Regions from separate parts of the Mus musculus genome. Here all the other regions are linked to region 2. A link is a contact called in public HiChIP or PLAC-seq data. All regions are on one chromosome and are shown on one strand. Each heading gives the region's core, a stretch centred on a gene start, on an enhancer-like site or on the middle of the called end of the contact. The rest is flanking DNA. Distances are from core to core; before and after follow the strand shown.

What was found. HiChIP or PLAC-seq counts read pairs in DNA pulled down with a chosen protein or histone mark.
Region 1: an HNF4G HiChIP or PLAC-seq map of pancreatic cancer cells shows a contact between it and region 2. The contact joins the promoter of Apon here to the promoter of Rdh16 in region 2. A contact is called at or near these places in 2 of 39 promoter capture datasets (hippocampal neurons and liver) and 1 of 115 datasets of contacts at active chromatin or transcription factors (pancreatic cancer cells).
Region 3: a FOXA1 HiChIP or PLAC-seq map of pancreatic cancer cells shows a contact between it and region 2. The contact joins the promoter of Nxph4 here to the promoter of Rdh16 in region 2. A contact is called at or near these places in 2 of 39 promoter capture datasets (both in liver) and 1 of 115 datasets of contacts at active chromatin or transcription factors (pancreatic cancer cells).

The regions. Positions count from the first base shown.
Region 1 is chr10:128,252,291-128,256,311 of GRCm38.p6, reverse strand. It overlaps Apon (apolipoprotein N), which reads right to left and starts at 2,181. Exons shown (of 2, transcript NM_133996.3): 1 at 2,031-2,181; 2 at 411-1,877. The coding sequence starts at 1,857. The coding sequence ends at 1,102. It overlaps Timeless (timeless circadian clock 1), which reads right to left. Exons shown (of 29, transcript NM_001164081.1): 29 at 3,371-4,021.
Region 2 is chr10:127,798,961-127,802,944 of GRCm38.p6, reverse strand. It overlaps Rdh16 (retinol dehydrogenase 16), which reads right to left and starts at 1,792. Exons shown (of 4, transcript NM_009040.3): 1 at 1,435-1,792. The coding sequence starts at 1,747.
Region 3 is chr10:127,532,833-127,536,723 of GRCm38.p6, reverse strand. It overlaps Nxph4 (neurexophilin 4), which reads left to right and starts at 2,165. Exons shown (of 2, transcript NM_183297.2): 1 at 2,165-2,348. The coding sequence starts at 2,292.

The DNA of each region.
Region 1 (4,021 bases), core at 932-3,431, 450 kb before region 2:
CTACACTGCTCCACTTCCATAGGTGACAGGAATCCCCAGAGTCCTGTGCGGTCCCACTGGCGAGAGCTGAGACAGCTCGAAGAGGTGTGGACCCTATCTAGCCCCCAGTCCCATGAATATGTGAAATGGCTGTTTCTCTACAAGAATGTGCCCATTTGAACGCATTGCTCAAATCTTTGGCTCAAGACATTGGAATGTGCTCTGTGTCCCCCCCGCACAGCCCTCTCTAGGTACAGAAGGAACCACAGAAACCCAGTCGAGAAATCCTGGAAGTCAGGCAAGAACGTTTCAGCCCGAGGCAAGAGGACCACTCCAAGCTCAAGGCTAGCATGAATTTTGTACTGAGTTCTGGGCCAGCTGGAGCTATGAATTTATATTAAACTTCCTTAAAGCTCCCAAATCAGTGAGTTCAACATAGAAGCAGCTTTTTATTTGTCTCATCAGTTTAAGAATTAACAGAAGTAGGCTTAGTGGTGAACGGCTTGTCTAGTATTCCTGAGTCCCTGGGTTCAACCCCAACACTACAAAAACAGAAGTGAGGGCACAGGTCTATAATTCTAGCACTTGGAAAGCTGAAGTAGGAGTCCCATAAATTTGAGGCTGGCCTGGGCTATATAGTAAGGGCAATGGCCACAAAGCAAGACAATCTCAAAATACCAGAACAAATACAGACATGGTGGTGCACACCTTTAATCTCAGCAGGTGGAGGCAAAGGCAGGTGGATCTCTGAGTTCCAAGATAGACAGAGTTACCCAGGCAGACCCTGTCTCAAAAACAAAACAAAACAAAACAACAAACCTTCCTTTCCTTAATATCCCAAAACAATATGAATACAACCAAGGCCCAGAATTCAGCTGGGAAATTAAAAAGCATTAAGCAAGGAATTAAAAAGTATTAAAGAGGGAAATTGCAATACCCATAGCATTTAGAAACTGAAAGACTGAAGTCATATCAAGTGTCTTCACACATTAGGATCAAAGGAAGACAATGTATGAATTTGTAAAATGCAGCCAGCGTCTAGCTACACACCGTGGGCAGCTGCTGTGTGCACACCTACTAAAGGGCTATGAGAAAGTTCATTCCATGCCTAGGAGGCCGTGTCTATCCAAAATAGGTCTGAAAATATTCCCACACAAGGTTCACAAAAATACGCTTTAAAACGACTGCAAGCTGAGCAACGAGGTATACTCGATCTTCAACGGGAATCTTGGCGTCTTTAAGTTCTGGGCTACTCATCAGCCTCCTGGCTACTTCATTCATACTTTCCCAAGACTCCATGGTACAGTGCTGGGTGACATTGACTACAGAGGCCTTGAACTCTCTTACTAGGTCAATAGGAGGGAGCTTGTTCGCCGTCTCCAGCAGCACCTGGGCCATATCGTACAACACCCACCCGGGTTCATAGGTGCACGCCTCAGGCAGGGTAACTGAGCGCCGGACCCTCCTCATATCCCCAGGGGATGGCACCAGATGCCTCAGAATGACTTCATTGTTGCCGATCCCTTCCTCCTGGCTACTCTTTTGACTCTGGAGGACCAGGGTTTCCGCGCTGTCTTTTCCTCCCATTTCACTGATCCGAAGCTGCAGACTGTAGGCCTCGGCAGGGCAGCCAATGTTTTCCAGGACAACTCTCAGGGCTAAGAGGGACAAGAACTCAGACAGAGGAGCAGCGGGGAGCACCGTGTACAAGAGGTCCCGACAGGTAATGGGGGTTGGAGGAGGAATCTTGTTGGGGAGCACATTTGATGTGGGTTCAGTTCTTGTGACGGCTGGCAGGCTGCCATTCTGCGTCTTCCACGGAAAGGCGGTCACCGGGGACAGTAAGATACAGCCAAGAAGCAATGCAGCCTGGATCATGGTGGGTCCACAGGACAGCCCTGTTGTGAAGGAGCAGAGCTCAGGTGAGGAGGGCGCAAATATTCAACAGGAACAGGCACCAAGAATGGTCAGAGTTTGGTAGAGTCCTGGTCATTAGAGACTTCAGTTTCCCTGGACATAAGAGGGGGCCTCTTAGAGGCTGTTACCCTCACCTGTCTGGCAAGCAGCAGAGGAATGAAGTGGTTCTCTGTCTCACTCAGTAGGTCCCTAGTTGGAGCGGCTACCTTCCAGAGGTTAACTTCTTGTAGGTGATGACTGGAAACAAGTATTTACCACCTCTCTTTGGGTAGACTTTATCTGACCAGCTATTGCCCCATCCTGACAGGCAAGGCTCCTCCTTTGTGGCTAGGCGGTCCCTAGACCATAGTCCAGTCTCTGTAGCCTCTAGGCAGTGGAAAGTTTGTTCTCTTTTGAGACTGGGCCTTCTGTAGCCCTAGCTGGCTTGGAATTCAACTAGTTAGCCAAGGATGACCTTGGATTCTGATCCTTCTGCCACTATAACCCCAGTACGGGGATTTATGGGAATCTGCAACCAGGTGCAGTTGCCGTGGTACTGGGAATCAACTCCAAGGATTTATGCATGTTAGGCAAGCACATTACCAACTGGGCTACATTCCCAGTCCATGTGTCATGTTTACTTTAAAGATTTCCCAATCAAAAAATTTGAAAAATAGAACCTACAGCAAATCAAATCAAGTTATTACCAGAGCAGTCTTTTGAGTTTTTACCTTTATTGTTTTTTTTGTTTGTTTGGTAAGGTTTTTGTGGTTGTTGTTTCAAGACAGGCTTTCTCTTTGTAGCCCTGGCTGTCCTAGAACTCAATCTGTAGACCAGGCTGGCCTCAAACTCAGAGATATGCCTGTGTCTGCCTTTTAAGTGCTGGGATTCAAGGCGAATGCCCACAGAGGCCAGATGAGCTGGAGTTACAGCCAGTTGTAAGCCACCTGACATGGTTGCAAGGACTAAAAATTCTACTCCTTTGGAGAGAGTCTTACATGTTCTTAACCACTGAACCATCTCTCCAACCCCTATTTACTTTTTTGTTGAGATAGTCCTGGCTGCCCTGGAGCTAGGTAGACCAGGCTGGCCTTGAACACAAGGCCTCTGCCTCCAAGTGCTGAGATTAAAGGTATGAGCTACCATCACTCTTCTGGCTGCCTTCTAATTTTTTTGGACACTTTATAACCTAAGCTGGCCTAACTTCCTATATAGTCTAAGTATTCTTGCTTTAGTCTCCAGAGTGCTGGGATTATAGGCATGAGCCACCACCATACCTGTTTTGTTTCAAGACACAGTCTCAGACTCGTGGGTAAAAGGGATTTTTTTTGAGATTTTATCAAAGCCTCATGAGGAGCTGAACCAACAGGCATGTACCCTGTGGTCAGCAAGATGAAGCATCTTGTTACTTGTGGATAAGAGGAAGAAGAGGAAGAGGAGGAAGAAGAGGAAGAGGAGGAGGAGAAGGAAGAGGAGGAGGAAGACAACAAAAGTCTCTTTTTTTAAAAATTATATTTATTATCAAGCTGATTTTTTAAATTACATTTATTGGCCCACGCGTAGGGCTATATGACTCTTTCCTCTCCCTCATGGCAATTCTCTTGCCTCTGTCTCCCACACGATGGGATTAGCTCACACTACCAAGCTCAGTTCAGGACATGTCTTTTAATTTTACTCTTAAAAGTTCTTCCGAAGACACAACAGATGGCTGGCTGGCCGCTCTGAGATGAGCAACTGTTAATTGTACACATTTAATATGAAACACAAATCAGGGATGCTTGTCAGCTTGAGAGTGGTGCATCCCAGCTCTCCCTCAACTGTAGAAACGGGTTCAATCATGTGTCCTGGGATGAAAGAAAGAAAATGGGAGCAATCCAGTGCTTTGTGAGGACAGAATGAACAACCGTGCTGGGTTATAAAGCTCCCCGTCAGAAGCCAAGACGCAGTCCTTAGAGGAGGACAAGCCACCTTGAACCTTTCGCCACTCTTCATTTGCTACGAGACGGACCCAGAGACCGGCTGTGCACGCTGATGAACCTGGGGCAAGGACTGACCGCAAAGACTCCACCCAACACTGCTGCCTAAAATTCCTGGGCTGTCAATGTAGAGAAGATTGCTTCCAACGCAGGCAAAAGTAGCTTTTGTG
Region 2 (3,984 bases), core at 543-3,042:
GAGTGCTTGTATCTCCACAAAATACACTGTGTGAAATTTTCTGCGAAAAGGAGAGACTGCATTTTTTTCCATTGGGTTTTCTCCTGGCTTTTTTGCTTGATCCTTGTTTCTTTCTTTTTTTTTATGATTGTTTGTTTTTTTCAGTTTACTTGTATTGCTTTTAGTTGGGGGTTTAATTTTGCTTTTGTTTCTGAGAGAGAGAGACAGAAAGAGAGAGAGAGAATAAGAACTTCTATGACTGGGACATGGAGAGGATCTAGGAGAAGCTGGAGAAAGGGAAATACAATCTAAATGTTTGCATGAAAAAAATCTAATAAAAATATATACAGTAGATTTTTGATCCTGGGATCCCAAAATACACATGCTTGCGGACTCGGGATGGACTAGAAGTATCTTAAGACAGTTCTTGGGACAATGGAACGAGCTGAGTGTGGTGACACCATCTGCTGATGCCAACAGGAAGGAGCTGAGAAACGTCCATCAGATGGTGACCAGGTCCATATCTAGAGCTCTGCCTCAAACTCAGGAGCCAGAGGAACACAAAGGGAACAAACAATACCCAGTGCCAAGGCCTGCTAAATGCAGTGGGGCGTGGATAAGGGTCAAGTTATTTTAATTCATTCTATATTATTGCTGAAAAATGTTCTTTAAGTGGTAATGTTGCTTGCCTTCTTAAACTGGAAAGAATGCATATACATTATACATACAAGTCAAAGGGTTAACTACTTTGTATCCACTGAATAGCAAATTGTATGCTAATTGTAGTTTGACATGTCTAGAGTTTTGAATAATAACTGTTTTCCTTTCATTTTTTAAATAAATTTATTGTTTAAAACAAATGCTGGAGAGAGAAAAAGGGAGAAACAGATGGAAAAGCAAGTTAGTGTGTGTGTGTGTGTGTGTGTGTGTGTGTGTGTGTGTGTGTTTTCTAGGTGAAAGAGAGACCACTTCCTACCTTTTTCTGTCCTAAGTTTTCCTTGACTTTGGGCTTAAGCACGGCAATGATTATGGCTCTCCCTGCCATGGTGCACAGGTAGTGCATGAGAACATGTTCCAGAACTGGGAGAGCAGGTGCACGCTGGCACATGACCTTCACAGAGACCAGGTCCCAGGAGCCCAGGGCTCTCCTCCCTCCTCACAGTCTCTATCCTAGGACTCAGCAGCCAACAATCCTGTCTTTCTACATACAAAGTCAAAGAGGACAGATAACAATTGCAAATGAAATCTTCCCAAGGCACCAGTTGGCTAAGAACACACAGCTTAGAGGATTAAGTTTCTAAGTAACATGAAATACTGATGTGCTAGAGAGGGGCAGAGTCTGCAGTTACACCAACTCCACCCTGACCCCCACCAGGAATTGTTTCAAGACTACACAGGCCTTCCCTTCACACACATAGAGAACACCAACAGCACCAACAGGACTCTCATTGGTACCTCTGTTCCCAACATGCTCCTTCACCCACTGAGTGGCTGTCACAATACTCTCTGTCTTGGTGACATCCAGGATCACTGTCTCCAGCCTGTCAGATGTCTTGTTCCTCAGCTCCTCGGCTCCCTTCTCCGTCAGACATGCAGCCAGCACCCTCATGCCTCTCCTGTCCAGCTGTCTGGCCAGCAGGGTCCCAAAGCCAGAGTCACAGCCCGTGATGAAGACATATTTGTCTTGGAGATGGCTCACCACCTGCCTCACCCTGAAGAAGCGCAGAAGCGTCCACAGGCCCACCAGTGCCACCAGGTAGAGCCACATGGCTTGTAGAAGTCAAGCAGAGAGAGAGATACTCTGTGTCAAAATGAGCCTGGCCTCTGCTCACACAGGAAGGTGTAGACATCCAGGACTCCACCCTGCTGACGTACAGGCCTCTGCATTTTTTATAATTTTTGCTGCGCCGTGACTCTGGACTTTAACAGGCTTTGGGGCAAAAGTCATACAATGTTCTTTGACTTTATTTATCCATGCCAAGAAAAACACCTCTGATATTCAACAACACGGATATATTCTCTTATAATCCTTGCTTCCTGGAATCAGGTCAGAATACATGTTTGGTTCATTACACAGGGCCCACAATCCAGTCCCAGACTCACCTTGTGTCTCTGCATATTGCACTCTGGAACCACAAAGCAGGACCTTTTGAACAGAATCAAAATCTATTGGTAACCTGTACTTGGACTTAGGACAGCTTACAGGAGAGGACAGGAAGAGCTGGTGCCCTCCTAATACAGCAAGTTATGGAACATAGAAGGGCCAGCCCGAAACATGATAAATTGACCTCAAAGGAATACAAGGTGATGGGACTGGGACCCCAGACAAATCAGGACTCCCAGACCTGAATTGGGAAAGGAAATGACTTTAGATCTCAAGTGGCCCTTCTCCTGGCTACCTGCTTTAAAGCAGATATGAGTACAGATTCTTTTTGAGTTGTGATCTCCATTTGTGTCCTTGGCTTACAAAAGCCAGGAATTCTTGATTATTTTCTACAGAACCTCTAGAGTAGTGTGTGGAGCTTTGCATATGGCTCCTGGTTTTGAGAAATACCTGAATGACTCTCAGATTTCAGCTCAAAATAAACCTGATGCCTTCCTTCAGGAATGATGTCACAGTTCCCTTACCTGGCACTTCCACCACTTTCTGTCCCAACCAGTAAGGAATCAAGCTGTCCTTGTGCTCTCAAGAACCATGGTTCTATCAGGAAGAGGTGCAATAAGGGATTTATTACAGTTCTGCCTTAAGGTCTGGGCCTTGGTTATCAGTGGGTTATCTGTGTATCTGGAGCTGGGCCATTCTCCCTCCAAGCAGGCAGCTGCCCCTGCATCTGCTCTGCATTTGCCCTGCTGTTCCTTCTCTCCTGCGCCTGATTCTGTTTAACTTATGGCTGATATTACTTGTCATCCTGCCTCCACTTCTGTCTCTGCTCCTGCTTGTGCAGAAACTAATAGGACATCCTTCATGTGGCTATTAGCACACATGTCCCCAGAATCCTAGCTTTGAACTGCATCTTGTAAAATGTAGTACTAGGCTTTCTTGACCAAAGTTTTGTGCAGATATTGGTGCTTTGGATCTTGTCTCGCTTCAACAGTGAGTACACTAGAGCACTCCTTCTATGGACATTTTCCAATCTTCTCTCCTACAGTTCTTTCCTTATCAACCCTGATAGTGATGGACACTCTTGTTGGATCAAGGTCTTCTGGAAAATAGGAGGATCTAGATAGGACCCTGGAATTTTTGGGTAAAGTCAGAGAGAATAGGAAAGTGGATGTGGGTCTGTTGCAGGAGCCACAGGGCTGAAGAGAAAGTCTCAGGACACCTCGTTGATTCATGGAGGTTCCCTCAGTCCATCCATCCATCCTGAGATTCTCACACAAGCCAAAGGACAGTGCCAAGCTGTTCCTCTTCTCTGTCCTGAGGAGGGTGGGCTGATCCCATTCCTGGCCAGACCATGTGAATATTTAACAAGGCAGCTCTTCTGATCTCTGGGCTGTTCTGATCTGCTGAGGCAGATGGAAACAGAACCATCTACTGGGGTCAGGAGTCCAGTTCAGCCAGGTTAGGAAGCACTTTCTCCCAAAAGGCAGTTGTCTTAGTTAGGGTTTTACTGCTGTGAACAGACATCATGACCAAGGCAGTCTTATAAAAAACATTTAATTGGGGATGGCTTACAGGTTCAGAGGTTCTGTCCATTATCATCAAGGTGGGAGCATGGCAGTATCCAGGCAGGCATGGCACAGGAGGAGCTGAGAGTTCTGTCTTCACCCAAAGGCTGCTATTGGAAGACTGACTTCCAGGCAACTAGGGTGAGGATCTTATACCCACACCCACAGTGACACGCCCATTCCAGCCAGATCACACCTATTCCAACAAGGCCACACCTTCAGATGGTGCCACTCCCTGGTCCAAGGATATACAAACCATCACATTCCACTCCCTGGTCCCCGTAGACTTGTTCAAAAACATGAGTCTATGGGGGCCATACTTAAAGGTAACATAAT
Region 3 (3,891 bases), core at 916-3,415, 270 kb after region 2:
GCGCTGACCCTTCTACCCTCTGTCAGCCATCTTCCTTCCCTCCCCCAGAGTCTGCTCATTCCCCACCACCAGTAATCCCACCCTCTCCACCCCTTCCTTCTGCCAGCCTGCATCTGTAGCCCCCCCCCCCCCCGGAGCCACTGATTCTCTGCCTGTCACCTCAAGATCTCGGGTAGAACAAGACAGGCCCCCAACTGCTGCTTTAGAAAGCCTACCCCTTCGTTAGCACCCTCCCTCTCTGGCCAGGACCAGAAGGGTGCACTATCTTCAACCAAGCCAAATGCAAGGGAGTCTCAAAAACCAAAAAGGACACTGACTGATTCAGATCAGATTGAAAAGCAGATATTCTTAGATGGAAAGAGTCAGGGACAGAGGCAAAGACCCAGAGATAAGTACTGTGCACATGTGTGTATGTGTGCATGCACTTGTAATCTCTGAGAGAATTGGACGGCCTGAGATTAGCTAAAACGATGGTGATGGGGAGGGTCAGGTCTCCTACAGATAGATACTTTGGCCGTGGGCTTCTAGGCACCCAGGATGTGTGACCACCCTTTGCCTTCACCCAGAACTAAAGCAGCTCCTTTGCTTAGGGTCAGCCCTGGCCAGCCATTTGGCCTTGTCCCTGACACTTTGTCTCATCCTGCCTTTATTCGTTCAGCCCTGACTGCACCCCAAATCGCTGCTCCCTGGTTTTTGTCTCCTTGAGTGTCACCAAGTACACCCCTGTCCTTTCCCTGACCCTCTTTTCAGTGTCTGTCACTTCCTGTGTGTCTGTTATTTTCATATCCCTAGGCTTGTCTTTCAGATTGCCTGTGTGTGTGTGTGTGTGTGTGTGTGTGTGTGTGTGTGTGTGTCCCTGTGGGTATTTGCCTCTGTCAAGGCAAGAGGTACTTTGGGTACCTAGCTGTTTCTGTATATCACTGTATGCTACTGTGTGTATAAATCATGTGTGTCCGTCTCTGTGTGCTTATGTGCCTCTGTGTATGCTGGTCTGTATGTGAAGTGGCCTCACTGCTACAGTGTAGCAGGGTACTATTACAGTGGGGTAAGACTGGAGACACACCTTGGGATGTGTGTCTGTCTCTTCATCTCTTTGCATGGTCCTATCTCTTGCTGTCTAGGTGTTGGTCATACTACCTACTCAGCCTCAGACACAGCGCATAGCAACAGCTGACAGCTGAAGACTCCCTGGGTAGGGGAGAGAGAGAAAGACCAGTGGGAGGAGGAAACACGAAGAAACAGCCCTGAGGATGAGAACAGAGACCGTGCTGGAGCTGGGGACAGAGAGAGACAAGGACAGAGATAGACAGGGAAGGGGACGGGATGAGAAGAGCTGAGAGTGGAAGATGGGATTGTGGGAGAGAAAGCACAGGGCTCGTACCAAGAGGGGCAGAAGGCACTGAGGACTTCCTGCCTAGCACCAAACAAGGGTGCTCTGGATCAGGCCAGGGTCAACAGTGCGGATCAGGGGCTAACTTAAAAGAGCCGGTTTAGCCAAGGGGTCCGGGGGCCGCAGAGGTGCCGCGGGGCGGGGACAGGGCGGCGGGCGCCGTTTGTCAGCCCTATTGACAGACGTGATGGGGTTTCCGTCCGTGATCAATGATTCTCATCTCCAGGCCGAATGAGCCGCGGGGCGCCCATCCATCCCCGTCAGCGCCGCGCTCAGTGCTAGTCGCCCGAGGCCCCGCCCGCCCTCACCTCGGTCCCTGTCCGGATCACTGCCCTAGACCTACCTCTGCCAGGATTATAGAAACACCCCCCACCCATCCACCTCGGGCATCACAGGACAGGGTCCTGCTGCGTTCCCTAGCCTGTGTATGGGAACTCATGCTCCGCGACGACCCCTTCCCGCTCACAGTTCAGGGCCTAGAGTCCCACGCCCTATTGTAGCCCTCATCTGCCCCAAGACCTGGCGTCTTTGGGGTGCTGCTCCCCAAACCCCTTGCCCCTCTCCAGCTTCACACCTGAGCCAGGGGTGTGTCCAGGGTGTGTCACGGTGAAAGTCACCTTCCTTGCCCCCAGCTGGGCGGGAGGGGGCGCGCGGGGCGCGGCCGGGATTGGAGCACCGCGGAGCCCCGCCCCCCCACCCCGCCCGCCCGACTCAGACCCAACTTTCTCCCCCGCCCGCGCCCCGCCCCCAGCGCCTTGCTCCGCTCCGCGCTCAGTCCGCGGGCCGAGCCGCCCGCTCCCGCTGCTCGCGCCGCCGCCCTCTGCCCGGCGTCCCTCACCCTGAGCCCAGTCCTGCCGGACTCGGGACCCGCCCTGCCCGACCCGCTCGACCGCTCGGGAAGATGCGGCTGCTCCCGGAATGGCTCCTCTTGCTCTTTGGTCCTTGGCTCCTTAGGAAGGTAAGGGTGGCAGAGCCAAGGTGCGGGGTCCGGGACACGAAGAACACTGCATGCCAGGGGGCTCCGCGCGTCCGCCCCGCCCCCAGGACTAAGCGTCCCAACTTTGTGCGTCGTGGGGGACGTGGACAGACAGACTGCCCGCTTTAGGACTGGCATGCACCCAGCAAGTTGGCTGAGGGTTAGAAGAAGGTGCAGGGTGGAGGCCCGGCTCCAGTCGGATTCAGGCGCGACGGGGGGAGGGGACGAAGCGCGACCCGCGAGTGCGCCAGACAGAGAAGGAGTGCGAGACAGACAGACAAGCCAGCGGGTGTTAGCCTAGCCTTCTTTCCGCACCTACCTCGCTTGCCTCCCTCTGTCTGTCTGTCTGTCCTTCCACCTCTCACCCTCCACCTTCCCATTCCTCTTCTCCTTGTCACAATGCCAGGTAAGCTCTGCGATCCGAGCATACATTATCCAGGCACACGCGCTTACACGGACCCACACCAGCAGGGCTGAACTTGGCTACAATCTTCCATCCCATTTCCCGCGGAGACACCATCTCCCCTGCATAACCTCACAGACACACCCCCCTCTCACGCCTGGTGGTTGTTGTCTGGGAGGGGAGTCTCTCCTTACATCTCCTTCCTGCCCCCACCCTTCTCACTGTCTCTTTTCCTGGGGTTTCTGGGTGAAGACCCAAAGGCTAAAAGGGCCCAGAGCTCATCCTGCCCGACTCTTGCCTTGAGATCTTCAGCCCATATGGGCTCACAGTGCGGACATGGAGTGTATGGGTTAAAACCAGCCCTTGTATGCATGTGTCCAGGGAATCCAGGCACTGGGACCCAAGGTGAATGTCTATGTTGGCATGCCATGGTGGAGACATTGTCTTTGCATGGTTGATTGTGCCTGCTTCAAAGCACTGCCATCTATTTGTGCCCTGAAGTGTGACCCACAAGGGTAGTTTAGACTCTGCCCCCAACTTCCTTTCTCAACTATGACCTACCCAGTTTAAGGGCAACCAGTTGGCTCCACAAGCCCTCACTCTTGGACCTCAATCCCCAGTCTTTAAGAGAAACCAGTAATTCTCCTCCAAAACGCTTGGACCCCAGGCCTGGTGTGGTGTCCTCATAACTACAATAGGGTAGACACTGCCCCAGTGAGCCAGTTAGTAGAGCCCTTGGATTCTCCCAAGCCTATCTGCCTAGTGACCTTGAGAGAACGGAAACTGGGCAATAAATAAATAAATAAATAAATAAGAAAGAATGAACGAATGGATGGATGGATGGATGGATGGATGGAAAAAAAGAAAGAAAAGAAAATAGCCCCCTAGTGTGAAAAATGCTGCCTTTGGCAAGAGCTTTCTTTGAACCTGAGGCCTGGTTTGTACCCAGGGAGACTGCAGGAGAAGGTCCAGCCCCAAACAAACCACAGTATGTGAAGGCCTGGGGTCACAGAGGAAGGAAGGATACATTGCCCTGATCCTTCCCTCCACCCCCACCAGCCTTCTCCACTCTCTTCGCATCAAATTAACTCCCCTGTGGACAGATCTGGTTTAATTTCCTTT